Regions from separate parts of the Muntiacus reevesi genome. Here region 1 is linked to region 2. Evidence: chromatin contacts called from public Hi-C data. All regions are on one chromosome and are shown on one strand. Each heading gives the region's core, a stretch centred on a gene start, on an enhancer-like site or on the middle of the called end of the contact. The rest is flanking DNA. Distances are from core to core; before and after follow the strand shown.

The links. A called contact is a pair of places that touch in the nucleus more often than the background predicts.
Region 1: a contact with region 2 is called in a Hi-C map of muscle, with 7 times the contacts expected there. The contact joins the promoter of MSH6 here to the promoter of PPP1R21 in region 2. A contact is called at or near these places in 2 of 3 Hi-C or Micro-C datasets (blood and muscle).

What each region holds. Positions count from the first base shown.
Region 1 is chr3:72,873,056-72,878,200 of mMunRee1.1, forward strand. MSH6 (mutS homolog 6) reads right to left here and starts at 1,680. Exons shown (of 10, transcript XM_065929313.1): 1 at 1,355-1,680. The coding sequence starts at 1,608.
Region 2 is chr3:72,285,541-72,290,530 of mMunRee1.1, forward strand. PPP1R21 (protein phosphatase 1 regulatory subunit 21) reads right to left here and starts at 3,160. Exons shown (of 22, transcript XM_065929303.1): 1 at 3,053-3,160. The coding sequence starts at 3,109.

The sequences.
Region 1 (5,145 bases), core at 430-2,929, 590 kb after region 2:
AGGAGAGGAAGACACCGCCGGGCAGGCTTAGCCTTTATCACGCTCACACCTCTCTCCCAGAGCCAGATCAAGGCCTTTGGGGGCTCTCAATTCAGGAAAAAATTACAGTCCCCCATCCTCCCCTGAAATCCCCAACAAAAGATGCACTATTTCGGGGAGTGCTTTCGGTCTATCGGTTAGGATTCCGCGTTGTTACTGCCATGGCCCAAGTTCAATCCCTGGTCCCCGAACTTAGATCCCGAGAGTTTCACTGGTGAGGCAAAAAAAAAAAAAAAAAAAAAAAAAATGCACTATTTCTTAAACTAACATTATTTTCAACTCGCACAATACTTCCAGGTGTCAAAATTAACATTAAATTAAGCTTTCCATCTGTTCTGATGCATATGCAATCTATCTACACGTTGACACAGCTTGGTCCCCGCACTTTCTGCTCCCCGCCCCTGATAACTCGGACCAATCAGGCCCCTTGGTTTACCAGCTGACACACCCCCGCGCTCTAAACTTGCTGTCCACCCCCCGTGTCAGTCGCTCAGTAGAGTCGTGACTTTTTGCAACTCCAAGGACTGTAGCCCACCAGGTTCCTCTCTCCATGGAATTCTCCAGGCAAGAATAATGGAGTGGGTATCCATTCGCTTCTCTAGGGGATCTTCCCGATTCAGGGATCGAACCGGGGTCTCCCGCATTCCCGGCAGATTCTTCACCTTCTTAGCCACCAGGGAGGCCCCAAGATTACCGCAGAAGGTAACACTCACCCACCCCAACAGCCCACACACACACCCTGCCAGAGGCTTCGCGTCCGAGGCTCTAATCCAAACATCGAGGGTGTTCCTCGAGCAACTAGCGGGCTCGAAACGGGCCATCCCGGCTCTGATGGGGGAACATCCTCCGGATATCCCACTCGAAGCACGCCGCGCCCCCACAACCTGCTGGTTCCCGGCGTCCATCCCTGCCGCAGGCATTCGTCCTTCCTGCCACCCCTCCCCCGCCCGGGGCAGGCGCCACCCCTCCCTCGCCCAGAGGGCGCACCGCGCGCCGCGCAGGCCAGCTTTTTCTTCCCGCCCCACCCCCAGTACTCCCTTCTCCCCTTTCTCCTTCCTACTCCAAGCACCTTCCACTCCTCCTCCCGCACCTGGCGGACTTCTCCTCCTCCACCTCCGAACTAAGCGCGTCCTCCCCTCCCCTCCCACCCCCTCTCCTGGAATGGCCGATTTCCTGGCACCCTGTTTACAAGCTACACCCCCAAAGCTCCCTGCACTCTTCCAAGCAGACCCACCTCCTCCGAGCCCAGGGCCTGGACGCGCAACCCTAGCCCCGCGAGGCCACCTCCCTGCACCCCCCCCCCCCACGCCGCTACCTGGCGGGGACCGCAGGGGAGGCCGACTTCCGCAGCCCTCCGTTGAGGTTCCTGGCCTCGGCCCGCGACGTGGTACCCGCTAGGGGCTCAGGCCCGGCCTCGCTCCAGGCCGCATCCCCGCCTGGGGAAGGGGAGGCCCGGGTGGCAGCGGCGGCGGCACTGCTTCCACTTGAGGCTCTGACGGGGGCTTTGTTGGCATTATTCACGGCTGGAGACTTAGGGAAGAAGCTATACAGCGTGCTCTGTCGCGACATAGCCACAGAGACCGAGGCTCAACCGCTCCGTCGGACCGAGCCACTACAGGCAAGGCATCTACCGCGCGGGGCCTGCTGGCGGGAAATCTGGGGGGGAGGTGCGCTCCACGGGAGGAACTCTGGCCCCAGCGGCCAATCGGCAGGCGCCTGGGCGTGCGCGGGCGGCGTCACTGGCGGCGCGCGTCCGGCCCCGCCCCCTCGGGCGCCAAGAGACGTGAGGAGGGGCGGGGTCACCCGCCGCTGCGCGGGGCAGTAGCCCGTGGTGCTGGCATCCGCTCGCGCCTAGGCGGGTGAGGCTCGAGGCTGGATAGGACTGGAAACCCCAACCTACAGAAAACCTGCGCGGCTGCGGGCCTCCCCACTTCGGAAAGGCGTTCGTATTGGAAAGGGAATCTAGAGTCACTGGAGCTGCGATCACGTAGGGGCCGGTGTGTGCCGAGGGCGTGCACCGCCTAGACAGTGCAAGGGGGTAAGCCCAACGGTCACGGAAAGAGACCCCTGTCGAGAAACGCCTGCTGGCGCCTGCGTGAAAATCCTGCGGTTAGATTCCATACCCAAGGAACCGGAAGAAAAAAAAAGATCCAGACTTCCAGACTTAAATCAGCAAATCAAGTCTCATGTTCACTTTCTATTCGCAAAGCATTGCACATAGTAGGTACTTGATATTCTACAATTGAATGCTAAGTGGCAAGCCCTGTAAGAGTTTATGATGTCTTACCACCTACATGGCTTTCCTCTGCCGGGCAGCAATCAAATCCAAACATTTTATATAGATTAACTAATTAAATCCTCTCTGTAACCTGTGAGTTAAGTACTTCTGGTCCAGTGTTCCTTATCTGAACTCTTGGGCCAGGTGTGTCTCACAATGCAGGATTTTTCATGTTTTAGAAAAGTCACAAGGTGTGAGTAAATTCCTATTCTCCAAATTAAAGAAATTGGAAGACTGACAGGTCTTTGGCCCTAATCCCAGACTGTGAATAAGTAACTATGGAATCCAGAATCCCAGAAACCAGCCCCAACCAACAGCAGCTGTGCTTTGGTGCAAACACCCGAAGATCAGCTCTTTGCTTTGTTCAGGAGTCTGTTCTGCCCTGCAGTTCTCCTTCCTAGGCATGTAATAAAGTCAGTTTTGTTTCAGAAGTAGTCTTTGGAATAATACTAATCCCTCCATGAGGATGATACAGGACACCCTCAGAGAATCTTGAGGCAATACCCTGAAGTCAGATATAATATTCCTTCAGCAGAAGGACTTCCCTGGTGGTCCAGGGGCTAAGATTGCACTTGTAAGGCAGGGGAGTGGGTTCAGTCCCTGGTTAGGGAACTAGATCCCACCTGCTGCACCTAAGAGTTCACGCGCTGCACCTGAAAGATCCCATATGCCACAACTAAGACCTGGTGCAGCCAAAATAAATTAATATATACATATTCCTTCAGGAGAACATATGCATATTCACACTCAGTGGGATAAATACAGACTATAAATAGCCTCACTTTAGCTCAGGTCAAAATTTGCTACCAAATGAGTTTGCCACAAAATATTTTTCAGAACTTTTTGGATTTTAGAATTGCAAGTTGGGATTGTTGTTCACTCCCTAAGTGGTGTATGACTTTCCAACCCCATGAACTGCTACATGCCACACTTCACTATCTCCAGGCGTTTGCTTAAACTCATGTCCATTGAGTTGGTGATGCAGCACCACCACCTCATCCTCATCCCTTCTCTTCCTCCCTTCAATCTTTCCCAGCATCAGTCTTTTCCAATAAGTCAGCTCTTCACATCAGGTGGCCAAAGTATTGGAGCTTCAGCATCCATCCTTCCAGTGAATATTCAAGCTTGATTTCCTTCAGTATTGACTGGTTTGATCTCCTTGCTGTCCCAAGGGGCTCTCAATTGTCTTCTCCAGGGCCACAGTTCAAAAGCATCAATTCTTCAGTGCTCAGCCTTCTTTATGGTCCAACTCTCACATCTGTGTATGACTACTGTAGAAAAATATAGTTTTTGTCAGCAAAGGGATGTCTCTGCTTTTTAATATGCTGTCTAGCTTGGTCATAGCTTTTCTTCCAAGGAGTAAGCGTCTTTTAATTTCATGGCTGCAGTCACCATCTGCAGTGATTTTGGAGCCCCCCAAAATAAAGTATCTCACTGTTTCCATTGTTTCCCCATCTATCTGCCATAAAGTGATGGGACTGGGTGCCCTGATCTTAGTTTTTTCAGTATTGAGTTTTAAGCCAGCTTTTTCACTCTCTTTCACTCTCATCAAGTCTTCTTTGCAAAAAAAAAAAAAAGTCTTCTTTGCTTTCTGCCATTAAAGTGGTGTCATCTGCATACCTGAGGTCATTTATATTTCTCCTGTCAATCTTGCTGCCAGCTTGTGAGTCATCCAGCCCAGCATTTTGCATGGTATACTCTGCATTATAAGTTAAATAAGCAGGTTGACAGTATACAGCCTTGACATATACTCCTTTCCCAATTTTGAACCAATCAGTTGTTCAATGTAAGTTTCTAACTGTTGCTTCTTGTCCTACATGCAGTTTTCTCAGGAGACAGATAAGGTGGTCTTGTATTCCTATCCCTTCAAGAATTTTCCACAGTTTGTTGTGACCCACACAGCCAAAGGCTTTAGCGTAATAGGGATTGTGAACTTGTATCATGTCTCCATTTTATGGCTGAAGACACTTAGGGGCAGATGGATTAGATGGCCCAAGACCAAATAGCCAGAAAAGGGTAGAGTAGGAATTTAAATTCTAGAAAGAGTTTCTAGAGTCCTGTTTTATTAATAGGGGCTTCCCCCAATGACTCGGTGGGTAAAGAATCTGCCTGCAATGCAGGAGATGCAGGAAACACAGGTTCGATCCCTAAGTCAGGAAGGTCCCCTGGAGGAGGAAATGGCAGTCCATCCAGTATTCTTGTCTGAAAAATCTCGTAGACAGAGCTCTGAGTCTGGCAGGTTACAGTCCAAAGTGTTGCAAAGGGTCAGACACAACTGATCACAATTGGCTTGGTTATTAATAGAAATGTTATATTGCCTGCAATTTAACATCATTTTCTATTTTATTTCATCCTCACAACAACCTTATATTAGATTGTACTATATAAAATTGTTAATATTCAACCTTTTTTTTCTTTTCTAGCTGCATCATGCACTGTTTCTGGGATCTTAATTACCCCACCAAGGATTGAATCCCAGGCCCTCAGCAGTGAGGTCATTAAATCCTAACTACTGTACTATCAGGGTATTCCAAATTCAACCTTCTGCAAAGTATAAAAATTCTGTTTCATTTGATTCAACTTAATATTATTCTTGTTTTATAAAAAGGAAATGTACACTCAGAGGAATGAGCCAGTTAGTTATAGGACAGAAGTTAAGAGCCAGTGCTTGGGTTAAATCAAGACCTGGCCTCTGACCCTCACCTACCAGCCAGGTAATAGTGATTTTACTTCTCTGAACTTGTTTCCTCATCACTAATAAGAACAGTAATAACTATGGGTCAAAATTTGGAGGGCAGTTAGATGCCTCCCACAGAGTTAAACAAGAA
Region 2 (4,990 bases), core at 1,910-4,409:
AGAAATTGCTTGGCACTAGAATCAACAAGGAACAAAAAGCACATGAAATCTTTTGACCAATCCCTGTTCTCACATTCTGAAATTTCCATCATGTTACAGTTAAAAGGATGAAAAATGGTCTGGCCCAACAAGGAGACAACTTCAAGTCTGGCAGACCCCCTACAGTACCCTTAGCATCTCCTATTGTCACAGCCTTCCCACAGATGTTCCCCAAGGAATCTACCTAAAGTGATTAACTCTCAAAGTTCAACTACCGTCTTTAGGGGAATTATTTTAAAAGTTCTGGCCTATGTAAATCCATGGCTGATTCATGTCAATATATGGCAAAAACCACTACAATATTGTAAAGTAATTAGCCTCCAACTAATAAAAATAAATGAAAAAAATAAATAAATAAAAGTTCTGGCCTTTGTCCTGACTTTTAGCCAGTCTGTCTCCACTAGAAATTTTCGACAATGACCCCAACATTACTTCAACCTACTATGTGAATCAGATGGCCTCAGCATGCCTTCCAACCATAATTCTATGATTACATCTAACCTTCACTCCAAACTGGTGCGCCTTCTGACCCACCCTCCTCTGCCAGTTGGCAGTGGTGTTCCGTCAGAGCAGTCCATGGGTTAATCTCAGAGTCAACTCTCAAGTCTTCCCTCACTCATCACGTGACGTCCCACAGAATGAATGAGACACAAGGATGAGTGTCCTGACACTTCCATATCCTTCATAAGTTTGTGGCTACGTGCAAAGCAGGCACTCAAAAAACAGATAAGCTAAACCATATTTGTCAACCATAATTCCTAAATTTAAGCCCTTTCCATCTTAACAGTCACAAACTTTATTTAATCCTATATAACTCTCCCTGGTGCTATTCAAGGAGCCCGCAGTCTGGTCTCCTTTTCACCAGTCTTTCCCCATTTCAGTCATCTTCCACACAGCTACCAGTTATCTTTCCAAAAGCAATGTCACTCTCCCATTTGAAAACCTTTAGTGTCTATTCCATTTATTCAAAGTTCAAACTTCTTACTTGACATCCACAACTCTTCATGATTGGGTCCAAATTATCCCTCCAACCATACTTCACCACTCTCTGTCATGTATCTGACCATGTCTTCAAGTCAGCAGAGACTGTCTCCTTTGCCTGGAATACTACCATCCATCCTTTCCTCCCTATCCATTACTCCCCAACTGAGTAACTTCTGCTCTTACCTGCCATTTCTTCTGTGCGCCCACTGATCTAACACTTGTCATCTTGTATTAATTTTAAGTACATTTGAATATTCTATTAAAGGGTTCTCCTTAAGGTGGAATTCTGCCTCACTCTATGGGGCCTGGCAGACTCTTCACAGGTGGCACATAACTGTCTGCTGAACCAAAGAGCTTACATAGCCAAAAGAATAAAATCTTTTCAAAGTTTTCACTACTTTTGGGAGGCTGTTATTTCAGCAGTGCAGTCACCGCTCTACATATTTCTAGAACTCTCTTCTGCCATTTGGAATTGCCTTCTGAGCTTGTTTACTCTCCGGAAAAGGAAATCAATCCCCTTACTTTATACTCATGAAACATTTTCACCCCAAAATAGGAGAGCCAAGTGTGCGAGCTGCCATCCTCTACCCACCACACTTCATCACATGGATTTGTTCTAAATAATTTCTTGCCCTTTCAAACAAAGAAACAAAAAATGCCTTCAAAGGATAAAAACTTGTCATCACTAACATCTTGCCAGAGGCTCTTAGAGACAAATTCAAAGGGAAATGCAGAAGTCTTGCCAATGGTCATACTTAAGACACTCAGTCTGTCCGACTCTTTGCGACCCCTTGGACTATAGTCCGCCAGGCTCCTCTGTCCATAGGGATTCTCCAGGCAAGAACACTGGAGTGGCTTGCCATGCCCTCCTCCAGGGGATCTTCCCAACCCAGGCCTCCCACACTGCAGGCGGATTCTTTACCTTCTGAGCCACTGGGGAAGCCCTTGCCAATAGTAGCGCCACTGGAATAACAGTGCCATAATAATCTCAAAAGGCTTCCATGTGATTGTGAAGACTTAAGTGTGTATGTTTAGGTACAGGTTTTATTTTTCACAAAACAATGCATTTCACCTTGCTGCATATTTGTTATATGAAATTTTTAAAGTGTGTCTTGGTTTCTCCAAAGTAAAAAGGAGTCTAAGCTTCCCCATGCTCCCTTGAATGCCAAGATCATTGAAAACCAAGTTTAATGACTACTGAATCTATTTTCAAAGACGCGAGATTCTGCTTCGAGAACTTCATTAGCATATTCTTGAGGCAGAACCACACTACCCAGAAAAGCAGCAACGCCCTTTTCCAAGAAAAGGGTCCCATCATTTAACAGACGGATGCCATAAATATGACAAAAGGGAAAGGTCACTATTTTGCTTAATTCAACATGTCCTGAGCATCTTCTGGGTGCTCTGCCCCACTCCAGGCGACCCAAGAAAAAGAGAAAAGGACACAGCCCTAGCACTCCAGCTTTCAAAATCATTTTCAGACAACGTCTTTCCAAAGCACTGAATCCATTTGTAACCATCTCTCTCTGGTGAAGTAGCGTACACGCAAGACTCTATTCACACTTCAGATTTAATTGCGGGCGGTCGGGGGGAGGCAGATAAATCTCTTTATCCTCACATCATCCCTGTGGCAAAGGAGAAAGCTTGATCCTTCCCATCGCCGGGCTGGAAAACTGAGGAAGCAGCAGGAAAGCGATGGTCCTCACCTTTCCCTGCCCCTCCCGACCAGCACCAGAGGCGGAAGCCAGGATTTCTGACATCCCTGTCCAAGCCCGCTAGTTCAGTGAGAAGGAAGAATCAAACTCCAGCTCCTTCCCGCAGAAACGCACACTGACCAGACACCGCCCGGCCCCATCTCCTGGGAACTGCAGGTGGAAGCGCGGTAATGGTAGATACAGAAGGCGGAGGAGACAGGAGGGGCGCGCTCGCGTGCCCCCTCCACCGTCTCCCTCTGTCCCGACAAGTCGCTGCCAAGGCAACCCGAGGCCGCAGGACCGGGGACCCCCTACTCCCCGCATACGACGGGTACCTTCGAGTACTCCTGAGCCAGCTTCTGGTACTTCCCCTGCAACTCTGCCGAGGCCATGGCCTCCCCCGCCCTGTCCAGGCCAGACTGCCCAGGCCACTCAGCCCCACCCCCCGCCCCCAACCCCAGACACGCTGCCGGGTATGGCTCCACCAGCTCCTGCCCGCTCTGCCACCGCCGCCGCGCCTCCTCCTCCACTTCCGGGTTCGCCGGGTGAGAGGAAGGAGGAGTGGGGCCAGGGGTGGAGCGACCACCGGGGGCGGGGCGACGTCTGACGTCACCGCCCCGCCCTCCCGCGCCCGAGCACGTACACGCGCAGAATCGCTGGCGCTCCTGGGCTCTGCCTTTAGGACCAGGGAGCGCCATCTTGACTCATGGTCCAAGATGGCGACCCAGAACAGGGAAGGAGAGCATTAAAAGGGGAAGAAAATGATAAGAGCCCACAGAATGGGCGGGGGACGGCGGAGAGGGGCGGTGGTGCGAAGAATCGAGGACCGGAAGAAGAAACATTCTAAGCGCATCAAGAATTCTGGTCGAACACACCGTCCTCCCCTACTGGTTCCCATGGCAACGCCTGTCGTTTGATGGTTCCATCTTTCAGAAGGTGCTCAGAGAGAAAGACCTCTGTATTCCGCTACCTGCTATCCGGATATGGTAGCCCCGGATATGGCCTGCATTGTAAACTCTCCCCAGATTTATAAAGCGCGCTTCTGTCACCCTGTTCTGCTCCAGACAAACCTTCTTTGTCTTATATTTTGACGTTGGGATGTCTTTGTGTCCATTCTCTACCCATTCCACCCGCCCAGCCCTGCCCCCATACTGGCACTGCATCAGAGCGTTTTCTCAGAGAATTGGGTAAAAAGGTTTTAGGAAATTTCAGGGAATGATCCCTGCCACGCATGCAGATAGGGTGGACGTTAACAACGTAACTGGACAATTGAAGCAAATAATAGCCTGCCTGAAATACTTTATGCCGCTTTGCTCATTAAATATGTTTTGAGGACGTTTCACATGTTAGATATTCTAAGCATTGCATTTATTGCAACATTGAAATGTTCATAGAGGAATAAAAAATAAATTTAGGATACTTGTTTGCCATAAATTACAGCACCGCAGTTTAATAAAACTAATAACCTAGATCTGTATATATCTGCATGAATCTGTGTCTATCAACATAACAAAACACTGAAATGTAAAAAGCAAATTGCAGTATACTAGAACATGAAAAGATACATTTGAGGAATATAAAGCAACATTTGTGCTGCTCATGGACACATGAACGTGTACTAAAAATAGAGAAACAAGAACTGGAAGGATACACGTCTAATTCTGGCTTGTGATTGCCTCTAGTGAGAAAACGAAGAAAGGGAAATGAGAAAGAACAAAGAAGCATAAATTTTATTTTTATTTAATTTTTTCAAGTGACTGTGACTGGAAGTTAACATTTATTATCCAGGTAGTAGGGAAAGGGGTGTTAGTTATATTGTTATTTTAGAACGTTTGATATTTTTTCCATGATTAAAAAAATACCTCCTAGTTTTCCTGTTTGACGTTTGACTATGAGTATGCCTGGAATTTTAAAGTGAAAGCATGAGCTGGTATATGCACTTTTCAGCCACTGTAATGTAAGAAAAGGACTACAAACTTTTTAAAATGTTGTTTATACTTTTCAGTTGACTAACAGCCAAGCCCTACTATCCAGCAAACTTGCAGAATTTTAAAAATTATTATTATTAGTTTTCCATGGCACCACCAAGCGGCAGAATTAAATATTGTTAAGTGTATTTCTGTAGTTTTTAATGTAATGGAATTTTCAATTATTTAAAAATAAAATGCCATTGCAGAACTAACAATCCAAAGAAAGAATGTGCTACTGTGGTTAGAGAGCCTATGTACTGACCTGAGAAATTTATATTTCCACTGCTTAATCTAGTTGTTCTG